4 separate regions of the Mus musculus genome follow, and regions 1, 2 and 3 are each linked to region 4. The links are chromatin contacts, called in public Hi-C and promoter capture Hi-C maps. All regions are on one chromosome and are shown on one strand. Each heading gives the region's core, a stretch centred on a gene start, on an enhancer-like site or on the middle of the called end of the contact. The rest is flanking DNA. Distances are from core to core; before and after follow the strand shown.

What was found. Promoter capture Hi-C pulls out the DNA fragments that hold promoters and counts their contacts. Hi-C and Micro-C count contacts between places; a contact is called where the count stands out from the background. Capture Hi-C pulls out chosen DNA fragments and counts their contacts.
Region 1: a promoter capture Hi-C map of cranial neural crest shows a contact between it and region 4. The contact joins the promoter of Wfikkn2 here to the promoter of Eme1 in region 4. A contact is called at or near these places in 2 of 39 promoter capture datasets (cranial neural crest and embryonic stem cells) and 1 of 9 other capture datasets (pancreatic islet).
Region 2: a contact with region 4 is called in a Hi-C map of embryonic fibroblasts, with 7 times the contacts expected there. The contact joins the promoter of Col1a1 here to the promoter of Eme1 in region 4. A contact is called at or near these places in 1 of 484 Hi-C or Micro-C datasets (embryonic fibroblasts), 2 of 115 datasets of contacts at active chromatin or transcription factors (cardiomyocytes and epiblast stem cells) and 1 of 9 other capture datasets (pancreatic islet).
Region 3: a promoter capture Hi-C map of pancreatic islet shows a contact between it and region 4. The contact joins the promoter of Abcc3 here to the promoter of Eme1 in region 4. A contact is called at or near these places in 3 of 115 datasets of contacts at active chromatin or transcription factors (bone marrow-derived macrophages, memory CD8 T cells and microglia) and 2 of 9 other capture datasets (liver and pancreatic islet).

The regions. Positions count from the first base shown.
Region 1 is chr11:94,241,154-94,244,065 of GRCm38.p6, reverse strand. Wfikkn2 (WAP, follistatin/kazal, immunoglobulin, kunitz and netrin domain containing 2) reads left to right here and starts at 1,487. Exons shown (of 2, transcript NM_181819.2): 1 at 1,487-1,711. The coding sequence starts at 1,517.
Region 2 is chr11:94,934,426-94,937,718 of GRCm38.p6, reverse strand. It overlaps Col1a1 (collagen, type I, alpha 1), which reads right to left and starts at 1,495. Exons shown (of 51, transcript NM_007742.4): 1 at 1,275-1,495. The coding sequence starts at 1,350. It overlaps Gm46293 (a long non-coding RNA gene), which reads left to right and starts at 3,103. Exons shown (of 3, transcript XR_001780299.1): 1 at 3,103-3,293.
Region 3 is chr11:94,391,336-94,394,325 of GRCm38.p6, reverse strand. Abcc3 (ATP-binding cassette, sub-family C (CFTR/MRP), member 3) reads left to right here and starts at 1,336. Exons shown (of 31, transcript NM_001363187.1): 1 at 1,336-1,455. The coding sequence starts at 1,411.
Region 4 is chr11:94,652,432-94,655,784 of GRCm38.p6, reverse strand. It overlaps Eme1 (essential meiotic structure-specific endonuclease 1), which reads left to right and starts at 2,042. Exons shown (of 9, transcript NM_177752.5): 1 at 2,042-2,089. It overlaps Mrpl27 (mitochondrial ribosomal protein L27), which reads right to left and starts at 1,994. Exons shown (of 4, transcript NM_053161.2): 1 at 1,944-1,994. The coding sequence starts at 1,983.

The DNA.
Region 1 (2,912 bases), core at 238-2,737, 410 kb after region 4:
ATTCTGTAAAAACAAAACAAAACAAAACAAAACAAAACCGACTTTAGGCTGTACCTTGATAGCTGTTCTAGCGAACGGATGGGGGAGGGGTGGCTTCAAAAGGCCCTGCCCACACCCAGCAAGCTGCTGCCCTTGCCTCCTATGTTAACGGGGCTGTGTGACACAGGGTGAGTTGCTTGGCTTCACTGTGCATCCATCCTTTGCTTAAGTCCAAACTGGAGGTGCAGCTTGCTGTGAGGATTAAACAGAATGATGCATTAGGGGGTTGGGAGCGTGTAAGGATTATGATATGATTGGTGGTTCTGAGGACCCTAGGCAAATTGCTTGTGTTCTTCCACCGGAAGCCTTTCACTCCGTGTGGCAGGAGGAGGTAGAACCACGTGTCCATAGCGTGCCTAACACCCAAGGGCTCACCAAGCAGGGGCCACCGTGGCCACTGGCGAGGACAGCTCGGTGCTGGTGTAGTGGAGTCCTGGGATACTGTAGCTGCACCAGTTTCTTGGACTCCTCCACAAGTGTGTAGAGACAGGAATGAGGAACGTGATCCGTCCCAGCAGCCCCCGGGGGAGCCAGACCATATCTGGTATCTGGTATGTCTCTCTGGAATGATTTTGGGGGAATTCACCAAAGTTGGAACTTAAGACATGGACTGCCGGTAACCCCTGTAACTCAGGGATGTGGCGCTGCCCGTGTGCATACCCCCCACAAGGGGACTTGGTGCCCGGGGTGGGAGTCAGCTTACACAGCACAGCGCCGGCTGCCTGGGCCCGCCCTTGAATGGCCGTGAACTTGTTTTTCCACGTCATTTGCTCTCAAATGTACTATCGAGCTGGGCGACGCTAACACAGCGGCTCAGGTCCTTCCTCATAACAAGCGATTGTGTGTTCTTTAGAGGTGGCTGAAGGGGAGGAGGGGGGCCTGGCCTCAAGGAGGTGGGGAAAGGGAAACAAACCTGCCTCACAGCGAGCGTGCGTGTCCTGGGGCCAGCTCCCCCCAAAGCACATGCCATTTCTGTCCCTGGAAGGGGTTAAAGGCCTCCTGGAGTCAAAAACAAGCAGGTGTCCCACCGTGCCAGAGACCGCTGCCTAAACTGCTTCCAGCTTTCCCCCCTTCTGCAATACGTCTGTGATCAGCCACGGGACAGAGGCGCCAGCAGCCTGCCTCTGACAGGCTTCGGGTTAGCTCGCTCCCACTCGGGTGGTGCGCCCAGGATATAAATCCAGGCTCGAGCCCCTGCTGTGTTCCTCTCCCTACGCACCCGGGGTGGGGGGTGGGGTGGGGGGGAACAGAGTTTCCTTCCAAAGACCTTTCTTTTATCTGAAGCCTCACAGCCCAGCAGGCTGCACTTGGTGGAGCCAGTCACAGCAGCTGAAGCCAGCAAGCAGGCTCAGCAAGGAGAGGCTCACTTGCTAGGGTGAGAAGGGCAGGTGTTGCCAGCCCTGGAGAAGAAGGCCCCCGTGGGCATCAGCTCTTGGTGTCATTACAGGGGTACCCTCTGACCACTGCAGACGGCACCATGTGTGCCCCAGGGTATCATCGGTTCTGGTTTCACTGGGGGCTGCTGTTGCTGCTGCTCCTCGAGGCTCCCCTTCGAGGCCTAGCACTGCCACCCATCCGATACTCCCATGCGGGCATCTGCCCCAACGACATGAACCCCAACCTCTGGGTGGATGCCCAGAGCACCTGCAAGCGAGAGTGTGAAACAGACCAGGTGAGTGAGATTCCTGAAGCCTAAGATGGACCACTTGAGTGGGTTGGTGATGGTATGGGAGCTATGGTGGAGGGGGGTGGGTGGGGATGAACGACGACTCAGGAGTGACTCCAGGCACATAAAGGGACACAGACGCTGCCAACCTAGAGACAAACAGGGCTTGAGTCTGCCTATCACAGCTGAGGCCTAGAAGAAGAGGGTGTAGTGTCCAAATCCATCTCTGAGGACTCTCCTCTTTGTGTTTGTTGAGGGCTGCTGTGGGCTAGCACCATACAAGGCACGCAGCATGGGATAACATGACAGCATAGTGGATGTTCAGCTGCCCACTCACAGGTAGAGGATGGATGCTCACACAGAGTGATGCCAGAGCCAGGGAAGGACAGGTTGGCTTGGAAATATGTCTGTTTGACACATTGTTGCAATTAGTTTCACCAGGCTTTTAGGCTCTTCCTCAGGTTTGAACTCAGCCGTACAGTAATGAGACTCCTGGGCAGAGTGAGCAGGAGCCAATCTGTACACGCAGTCTAAGTCTCCTGGGAGGGAAATGAACTGAGTTATCACCTCTCTGACTCTTCAGTATCCCCACATGCTCCTCCCTCGTGGATGCTGCTGTAGTCAAGAGCCACCTCCAGACCTTCTTCCCTGGCTACCAGATGGGTTCTTCTAAGAGCCATCCTTGTTCACTCCTGCCCATTGGTTTATCATAGTACTCGTGCCTGATTTAGGTGTGGCCACTACCAGGCTGGCCGTCTCTGAGGGTAGCTCAGAGTCTCCCAGGGCTTTGGGTATGGATTAGGCATCACTAACAAACATGGGAGAGCCTGGTGCTTCTAGAAGTAGCTGGTCACCTTGAGAAAGCATGAGGCTTCCCATGGAGAGAATGGCTGCTGCCTCACATTCTCTGAGGACCATTCTCAAGCCTCTTAAGACAGGTGCTTCAGTGGTACACAGTGGTAGGATGCTGCAGTGGTACACAGTGGTAGGATGCCCCAGTGGTACACAGTGGTAGGATGCTGCAGTGGTACACAGTGGTAGGATGCCCCAGTGGTACACAGTGGTAGGATGCTGCAGTGGTACACAGTGGTAGGATGCTCTAGTGGTACACAGTGCTAGGATGCTGCAGTGGTACACAGTGCTAGGATGCTGCAGTGGTACACAGTGCTAGGATGCTGCAGTGGTACACAGTGGTAGGATGCTCCAG
Region 2 (3,293 bases), core at 246-2,745, 280 kb before region 4:
GACGTTCAGTGACAGCACCAGGGCGCCTGGCCAGGACTATAACGTCCCAGTTCTCAGGAATTTAAACAAAGCTCTAGACTGGGGTTTCTTCCAAACAACTTCAGCCCACGCGCGCGGGAACCAAATGAAATAAAAAAGCCTGCTGAAGGAGAGTAGGAGGGCTCCTACGCAGTAGGTGGGGGCTCGTGGGACGTGGTTTGCGCGGAGACAGGAGGCGGGGGTGGGAGGAGAGAAGGGGAAATTCAGCCCTGGTCCCACCTCCTTTCCCGGGGCAGGTGGGGCGGAATGGGCGGGGCTACAATGTGGAGGGGCTGATTTCAGTGGAGCCCTGTCCAGTGTAGTAAAATGTATCCCTAAAGTTAGATACATCCCAATTTCCAGCTCCCAGGAATCTTGAAAACTTGCTAACTAGACAAGCCGGGTCCTTCAAAGCCAGTAGTGCTTTGGAATCTCCTTAGCCAAAGAAGTCAAGTCTACAAATAGTAATGATGAGTTAACCACGCCCACCGCTCCAGGACCTGATCAAGGCAACCACTAGGTGGCGGGCAAAACTAAGCAATGCAGGGGCGGACCGACTTTTACTCGGCCTGGGTCACTTCTTTCAAAGACCAGAGCTACCCCATCCATCCCTGCTTTTATTTTCCTAGTCTGGAGATGAGGGTCCGCAATAACCCAGGTTTTCCTTCTCAGCCTGTGCGCTGTAAAGTGCTGTACCAGGACTCGTAGTGCTCTCGGCTGGCCAGCAGGAGGCACAGGGACCGCGCCCAGTCAAGTCCTAGCCAAACTTTCTCATCCAGCAACCCGCCCTCTCCGTGCGTCCCCTCCCCCCCCCCCGAGAGCCCAGCACCCCGGAGGCCCCAGCAACACTGTCTAGCCTGCAGAGAGGGCAAACAATCTTTCCTTATGAATCATCCCGCAGCCTTTTTGATAGCTTTTACATCTTGAGCTCCGAATCTCTATTCCAGAGGCCTTATTTCATTTTCGACGTACTCTGCCCCAACCCGTGTCCAGATTCCCACTTTTCCTGTTGTGCTACAGATGGGTGCTTGAAATTTCTTCCTGGGCCATCTCATGCAAGGCTCCACTTCTGAGAACTGCTCCCCCTCATCTGCTCAACAGGGTGACCTCTCTCATCCCGTTTCCTCTCCATCACCGTCCCATCCCTGCCTCTGGAGCAGCCCTGCACCTCCATTTAAGTCTTATCTGCTAGGACCCCTCTATACAGAACGCAATACCAAGAAGCTGTAGTAAACTCCCCAGAGTTTGGAACTTACTGTCTTCTTGGCCATGCGTCAGGAGGGCAGTGGCCCCTAAGAGGAGCAGGAGCCGGAGGTCCACAAAGCTGAACATGTCTAGACCCTAGACATGTAGACTCTTTGCGGCTGGGGTGGGGGGTTAGCTTCGGCTCATGCGTGGCCTCACTCCGCGTGCCTCCTGCTCCGTCCCGAGGAGAAACTCCCGTCTGCTCCGACGACTGGCCTGGGCCCCTTTTATACCATCTTGATGGAGAGCTGGGAGGAACCCTGCCTCTCGGAGAGGGGGAGCCAGCAGCCCGGCCCCCAGCCAATCAGAACTGCCTGGCCCGGCCCCCAATTTGGAACGAAGAGGGGGGAGGAGGGAAAGGAAGGGAAAGGAGTCCACCCAGCGCCCCCCCTCCCGCAACTCTGCCGCCCTTGCCCCCCAGATCTACATGGGCCAGAGGTGCTGTCACTGGAGTGTGGCTGGGCCCTCAGTATACTGAGTGTGGGTAGAGAATACCCCTTGTACTTTCTTTCTGGGACTTCAAATCAGAAGGATGTAGAACTGAGAATCTGAGTTGGGAAACACTACAAAGGGATCAGTGTCAGGAATAATTGGGAAAAGGTCCTCCTGGCCATGCCTAGTAATCTTTCAGGCATCCTGGGGAAGAACTAAGGAATAAGTTAGATTAATCTGATTAGAACCTATCAGCTAAGCAGATGTGCCTGTTGGAGGGAGGGGATCACCTCATGGTGTGGACCCAGGAATGGAGGGTAGGAATATTTGTGAACAGTTATACATCTCTTCACAGATACTAAGAGTCAGATATGTGGTGGTTTGAAAGGAAGGGGGTGCCTATCTGTTCTGCCATGCCAGACACACCTTTCTAATAAATAACAGCTCTGAGGCTGAGGCTTGGGGAGACCTTTGACATCCTTGTCCTTCCAGAAGAATGCTTATGCATTAAGTGATGAGCAGCAGTGTGGGCAGGGGGCTTTCTGGGTCCTCAAAGCTGGGGCCTGGGGCATGTTGTATAAATTCTTCTCTGACCTCCTCCATCCCAGCACTGGGATGTGAGTTTGTTGCAGGAAGCCTGTGACCAGGGATGTTTTAGAAAAAGGTCTTGTGTCAGCTGTGGCCACAGCCAGAGATTTGTTAGAGGCCCTCTTATGTAGCAATATCAATGCAGAATGAACAGGTAGAAGGTACTTGGCCATAGAGGGGTGTTCTCAAAGCTACAGAGAGCCCTCTTTTCTAATTGTACTTGGATGTGGTCTGGGGACACCTAGGTGAACTCAGTGTGTGGCAGAAACTTGTGTTTGGTAGCTGAGGGACTTTATTTAATGGTTTCTTCCCATGTCCTCACTTCTTTGCTGAAAATCTTGGCCATTGCTCCCCACCTCTGCCGTCAGGAAAGGGTCATCTGTAGTCCCCCAAGAACAGCAGCTTATATTTAAAGTTGTCGCTAAAAGACAGTGTCCGTTCTTCCCCGGTGCTCCCTGCACCCTGCAAAGGTGCTCTGTCCAATCTGCTTAGGAACTTCATCTTGTCAAACTGTGTGGGTGGTGTGGGAAGGCACTGGGGTCTCCTTGCAGGGCCCATAGACATCCTGTATCACTTCCCCCACCGGCTTCTTTAGAGCTGTAAACGTGGAAGCAGGGAGTCCCGCCTCCTCCAAACCATCCAAGATTCCATTGCTCCCCCCCCCCCCTTCACGCCCTCCCTGAGCTAGTTTTGTGCAACGAAGGCAAAGGGAAAAAAAAAAAAGACCAAGGGAACAGAAGGGGAGGGAGCCACGTCGCTGGCCGTGGGCAGCTAGGCCGAGCAGTGCGGGTGGGGTGGCGGAGGGAGACTGCAGGGGCTATAATTAAAGGGAAAATATAGAGTTTCCAGAGAAGCAGAGCTGGAGACAGCAATGGAAGGACAGGACTTCATCAATTATCCCAACCATGTGGCAGTAACTTGTGGCCCAGGATCTGCCCCCGCCTAATGCCAGTGCCTGTAGGGCAAGGCTGGGGCTGAGATGCTGAGATGGTAGTTCCGGAACTCACCAA
Region 3 (2,990 bases), core at 87-2,586, 260 kb after region 4:
GGGTCCCTCCAACGCCTTCAGGAGGCTAAAAATACCCTGTCCTGACTGGGAAACAAATGCCAACCACACACACACACACACACACACACACACACACACACCAAGAGCTTGCAGATAGAGACAGGGGTAAATTAGACCAAGAGGATTTCTGCTCACTCCAGAGAGGTGTGGGTGAGTTGGGATCGTATCAGGGAAGAGAGAGAAGGAGGGGAACCCAGCGTAGCCAAGCTGGGAAGGCCATTTTACAGACTGACAATGTGGAGGCTCAGCGTTAAGACACGGGTGCACGCCTTTAATCCCAGCCCTTGGGAGGCACAGGCAAGCAGGTCTCTGAGGTCGAGGCCAGCTTGGTCTACAGAGTGAGTTCAAGGGTAGCCAAGGCTATTCAGAGAAACTCTGTCTTAAACAAACAAAAAAACATAACAGTGAGCCGGGTGTGGTGGCACTCGCCTTTAATCCCAGCACTTGGGAGGCAGAGGCAGGTGGATTTCTGAGCTCGAGGCCAGCCTGGTCTACAAAGTGATTTCCAGGGCAGCCAGGGCTACACAGAGAAACCCTGTGGTTTCTCGAAAAGCCAAAAAAAAAAAAAAAAAAAAAAAAAAAAAAAAAAAAGCCATGACAGCAACAACAAAGGGTCAAGGTGTTAGTGAGGGATTTTCCTGAGGCCTCACTAGAATTAACCTAGGTTGGGTATTACATGTAGTCCATGCGGGTTATAGTTTGTTTTGTTTTGTTTTGTTTTTTCTGTTGAATCCTCAGAAAACTCAGTGTGAAGGATTCTATTATGGTGATCCATACTTCACCAGTGCAAAAGTGGGGAAGAGAAGTGCCCTGGGCAAGACACGGGAGCCACAGAACCTGAGAAGGCAGCAACTTAAGGGGACCACAGGGAAGTCATACACCCATCTATTTGGTACTAGGACCAACTTCATGCCCCACTCCCCTGCTGTACACATGTGCATAGACACATCACATAAATGTGCTGGTCTCAGTTCTCTGGTAACGTATGAAGAAAGAGACTAGGCTCACGAGCACTTCACATACTATAGACAATGATCTCCTATTTATATATAAAGCCAGAAATGACCCTACCTTTAGAAAGGACTTCTTTTACAGTGAGACTCATTCTCACGTCCATCAGCTTCGGGGTCTATAAGCTCAGGGACTAGTACAGTCAATTAATTACCCATCCTTACTCTACTGTCCCTTTCTTACATTATCCTTTAGGTACCAGCACTTTTACCAAGGCTGTGTTGCAATCGCTGGGGACAGGGAGAACTTGACCCAGAGGGCCTGAGGGCGGGGCGGGGAGGAGTGCCTATGGAGCAGGGAGTCAGAGGCGGTTCCGGGGCAGATCTGCTGGGGCTGAGCTGAACTGAGATTCCAAGTCCTGCGGTGCACCAGAGCCACATGGACCGCCTGTGCGGCTCCGGAGAGCTGGGCTCCAAGTTCTGGGTAAGAAGCGTCTCTTGGTATCCGTGCTACGGAGGAAGTAGGTGTCAACCGTGGGATGTCTGGTCTCTCGCCCCAACACAGCCTTCCGGAGGACGCACCTCCGGAGTGCGGAGTGCGGGAGCAGCAGCTGATGCCCTGGAAAGGCGGATGTGCATAGTCAGACCTGGGAGGGTCTAAGCTCCAAAGGGGGAAGAATGGGCGCAGAAGGATGTATAGCCACGGCTGTGCCTTGACCTACCGCGGGGAGAAGCTAGGCAGAAAGGAGGCTCCTGGAATCTGTAGTTGCAGGGCGCCAAGAATAGGGAAGCTCAGGCGCTTGCCTGTTGGTGTAAGTCTCTCTGTCTGGTGGATCCCAGGGACTTTTTGCGTTTTGCATAGAAGAACACTTTGTATTTTGCCTGCATCCCTAATGAATGAATCCACCCGACCCCACCTCCACTGGACCCGACCCAGTAACTGTGCCTTGGTTGTTCATCCAATCTTCCTTGCCTATACCCTAGGGCATCCAGAGCCCTGATCCGTCAGGACTTGGTACAGCTAGACCTTCCAGGCCCTGTTTTGGGAGGCTACTGTTTCTGTGAGCAAGATCCACCTGCAGGTCTGTGAGGAGACCCTATCTACACCCAGGACATATGAGAGAGAGAGAGGAGAGAGGAGAGAGAGAGAGAGGAGAGAGAGAGGAGAGGAGAGGAGAGGAGAGGAGAGGAGAGGAGAGGAGAGGAGAGGAGAGGAGAGGAGAGGAGAGGAGAGGAGAGGAGAGGAGAGGAGAGGAGAGGAGAGGGAGAACTGAGGTGTCCAAGCCCAAACCTTTCCATTGATAGATAAGGGAAATGGGGGTCTAGAGAGGTAAGGAATTGTGCCAAAACACCAATTCCACGAAACCAGATAAAAATAAAGTAAGTTAAAGCAGGTCTTTTGTACTGGGGTTATAGCTCAGGGGCGTGGCGCTTGCCTGATATGCAGGAGACTGGGCTCAAAACACAGTACCGTGAGGGTATGGTATGTGCGCACGCGCACAAGCTCAGTGCAGAAAGGTAACTTTCTGTGTCTCTCCTCAAATCCTTGTATCAGTCATCTTAAGCGTCTGAAGTGTGTGCAGCCTCAGCACTTGTTCCTCCACCAGGCAAAGCAACTGGGGACACAATCTCAGCCTCACAGGCAGAGTGTGACACGGGGCTACTTTCTCATTACCCAGGGGTTGCCCGCCCTTGTCTGGTTTCAAATCTAGAATCCGAATCCCAGTCTGTGTTTCTTCCATGACGAGTATTTGTGTATATGCATCCGGTGTGTGCAGATGTGCGTGTGCAGGGATGCGGGTGAGCTGTTTTGCACAAACGTGTGCTGTGTGTCTGTGTGTGAACAGGCATGTGAAAGTCAAGAGCCACACTCCAGTGTTGTCATTTAAGGTATCTCGGACTGGGCTGGGCACAAAGTGTAACATGGACTTGAGAGAAGTGAAAGGTCCTGAGTTCTCCTCCGCTTCCAGCCTCGCAATGCCAAGAAGCTGAATGTGGCTGCACAGCCTGTCATCCAGT
Region 4 (3,353 bases), core at 793-3,292:
GACTCAACACCATTTTCTTTAAAGGGGGAAATTATGAGGGAGGCGTTGAAGGGGATAGAGATGATCAAAATACATTGTATGCATGAACAAAATTCTCAAAGATTAAATGAAAATGCTTTTAAAAGAAGATTATCTAAAATGCATGCTAATGGGGCCAGAGAGAGATGGCTCAGAGGTTAGCAGCAGCGACTGCTCTTGCAGAGGTCCTCTGTTCAGTTTCTAGCACTTTTGTAGTGGTCCACAGTCATCTGTAACTCCTGTTTCAGGGGATCCAATGGCCTTTTCTTACCTCTGCTGGTACCAAGTATACCGTGTGGTATGCATATATACACATAGGCAAAACATTCATACACAAAAATAAAATCCAGGCTGTCTGTTTTAGGTCTCTAGGCATAGTATAGGATCTTAGGATCTAGTATCAGCCCATTTAGAGTTGCTTTATGGGTGTTTGGGGGCATAGCACTGGTTATCTAGGTTTCTCAAATTCCCATAAGAACAGAAAGTTGCTGGGATACAAGACTAGCTCTCAGAGAGCAGGCTGGGCATGGTGGCACAGGCAAGCTTTTGATGCTAGCACTTGGGAGGCAGAGGCAGGCAGATCTCTGTGACAACAGGACCAGTTTGGTCTAGAGACTGAGTTCTAGGACAGCCAGGGCTTCATAGTGATACAGTGTCTCCAAACAAACAAACATCACAAAAAAAGAACTTAGGAGACATCTTCAATGTCCAGCAATGGAATGGAATCCCCTCCCCCCTCTCCTGTAGCCCATGAAGACCTTGAACTTGCAATCCTCAGGCCTTTACTTCACATATAACCGAGGTTACAGGCATGCACTTCCTGGCTTCACCCACTCACTTACTGGTGATTGGTGTTTTGCTTTTGCCTACATTGTTTCACTCATATGTCTCTGCTCTTGTGAAAAACAAGACTTTACAGATGACTCTCTTCCCTCATTTTACAGAGCAGTAAGACTTGTGGAATCTATATCTTCAGAACAGACAGATGTCATATTCACCCACTACCCTCCAGCTTCTCTACCAACACCACTAATATCTGGGCCAAATGATCTATCCTATAGCAAGTCTTGCAGATGGTTTTCTGTGTAGGTTATTTTATTTTATTTTATTTTATGTTATTTTATTTATTTATAGCTTTTGAGTCTGTGACCCAGGCTGGCCTTGGATCTGATGAAATCTTCCTGCCCCAGGCTCCTAAGTGCAGGGATTATAGGCACTACTATTCCTGGTCCCACTTGGTTTCATTTTCATTTATTTATTTGCACCCAGTCTGCCTCCTCTTAATTGGCTCCTCAAAACTGTAAAACCGAGTCAAGTCATTTTCTTGCCTTCTGTCTACACAGGTTTGGTTGGGTCTGTCTCTTTTAGGTCTAAATTGCTATCCCTTCAAGAGACTTCCTTGGTCCCCTAATCTAAGACTCTTCACAATACTATTCGAGATTACAACTAAGTTACTCACGTGTTTACTGGCTGAACTCACAAGGCGTTAGAAACCATGTTTATGCTGGTACTCTGAGCAGTGTCTCACCAGACCTAAGCGTTGGTCATGGTCATAGACATCTGAAATACCAGCTCTAAGACGGCAAACTACACAGTGGGAACCTACCTCAAAAGCGAGGAAAGGAAAAAAGCTAAGTCTTGAATATCAATTAAATGTTTTGAACTTAGTCTTCTTCAAATCCGGAGGGATCCACATAAACCCAGAGGGGACAGAGCTTCTGGAGTAACTATCCAACGGGCTTTCATTCTGCACTCCCACCCTCCGCAAGCACCGCCCACAACGTGTCACGTGACCGGAGACAGTCGCCCTCCAAAGGTCCGGAGCCCCTCACTTCTTCCCCGTATCTAGGTTCACCATGGGCTCCAGTTTCCATCTCCCAGCCTCCCTGCTGTCTCGCCTCGCAATAGCCACAGTGCTGAGCTACCTGCTGCCCGCGTCCTCAGCGTAAGCGCCGCCGCCGCCATATTTGCTTCACGTTCACTTCCAGGCTGGGAAGTCTGCTTCCGCTACCGGGATAGATCTACTTCCGGGTCTTGCGGACAATTCAAAGAGTGGCGGGAGCAGTAGCAGGTGAGCCCAGATCTCTTGGGGTTTATGGCCGGGACCTCCGGCGACTTCTGCAGTGGACCGTGGGCCCCAGAGACAAGGAGTGTGGCCAGCACGGACGTTTGTCCCACTCCAGGAACCACACGAAGGTCCCTAGGGAGGGACCAGGGTGAGGCTCAGCTAGATTCTGTGCTAGACTGGTTGTAGATGCACAATTTCATTTAATTCCTTACAAACCTAAGTTACTGGTATTATGTTAAATTGAGATCCAGGAAGACTGCAAAGATTATCAGTCACTAATTATTGTTGAAAGAATGATTCTTGCGTGTAACCCAGCAGTTCCAGGCAGACTTAAGTGTACGCACAAGAGAACTGTGAAAACATACTCGTTCAAAATATTTGTACGTGAATGTCTGTAGCAACATTATCCGTAACAGCCAAGAAAGGGGAGCAGGCTAACCGTCCATCAAGCAATAAATGCGTAAACAAAATGTGACATAGCCACACAGTGGAATATTATTCAGCTATAAAAAATGAGGCAGTACTGGTGCATAGTATGGCCACAGAAGGACCCTGAAAGCATGACTGCGAAAGACACCAGTCACCAAAGGCACATACGGTGTGCTTTTATGAAATATACAGAACCTGTAAATCCATAGAGACAATGGATCTTATTTTATTTTTAGATGCTGGGAGAGAGAAAGAACTTGTTTTTTTGTGTGTGGGGGCTTTTTTTTTTTTTCTTAATTTTTAAATAAATAAATAAATGCCAGGTGGTGGTGGCGCATGCCTTTAATCCCAGCACTTGGGAGGCAGAGGCAGGCGGATTTCTGAGTTCTCAGCCAGTCTGGTCTACAAAGTGAGTTCCAGGACAGCCAGGGCTATCTATACAGAGAAACCCTGTCTCAGAAAAAAAAAAAAAAAAAAAATGGTTATAGAAATACCCTTGCTTTTGAGAAGTCTCACTGTATCAAGTAGGCTGGCCTTGAACTCAAAATATCCCCCTCTGTAGCCTCCCAATAGGTGGGATTGCAGTTGTGTGCCAGCATGCCCAGTTTGTAGGATTTCTCTTTGTGATGATGGAGACATTCGGGAGTAAGAGGAGGGTAATGCTGACACAGCACAGACATACGGAGCCCCATCAGTCTGAGTGAATGATTTCTTTATCTGTTAACTGTACTAAGGCTGGGGCCTAACGTTCATGTAGGGCTCTCTATGTGCTAAGCAAGCACTCTACCGCTGCTACTCCAACACCTAAAGGATAGTTTTGAGTACTATACACTATGTG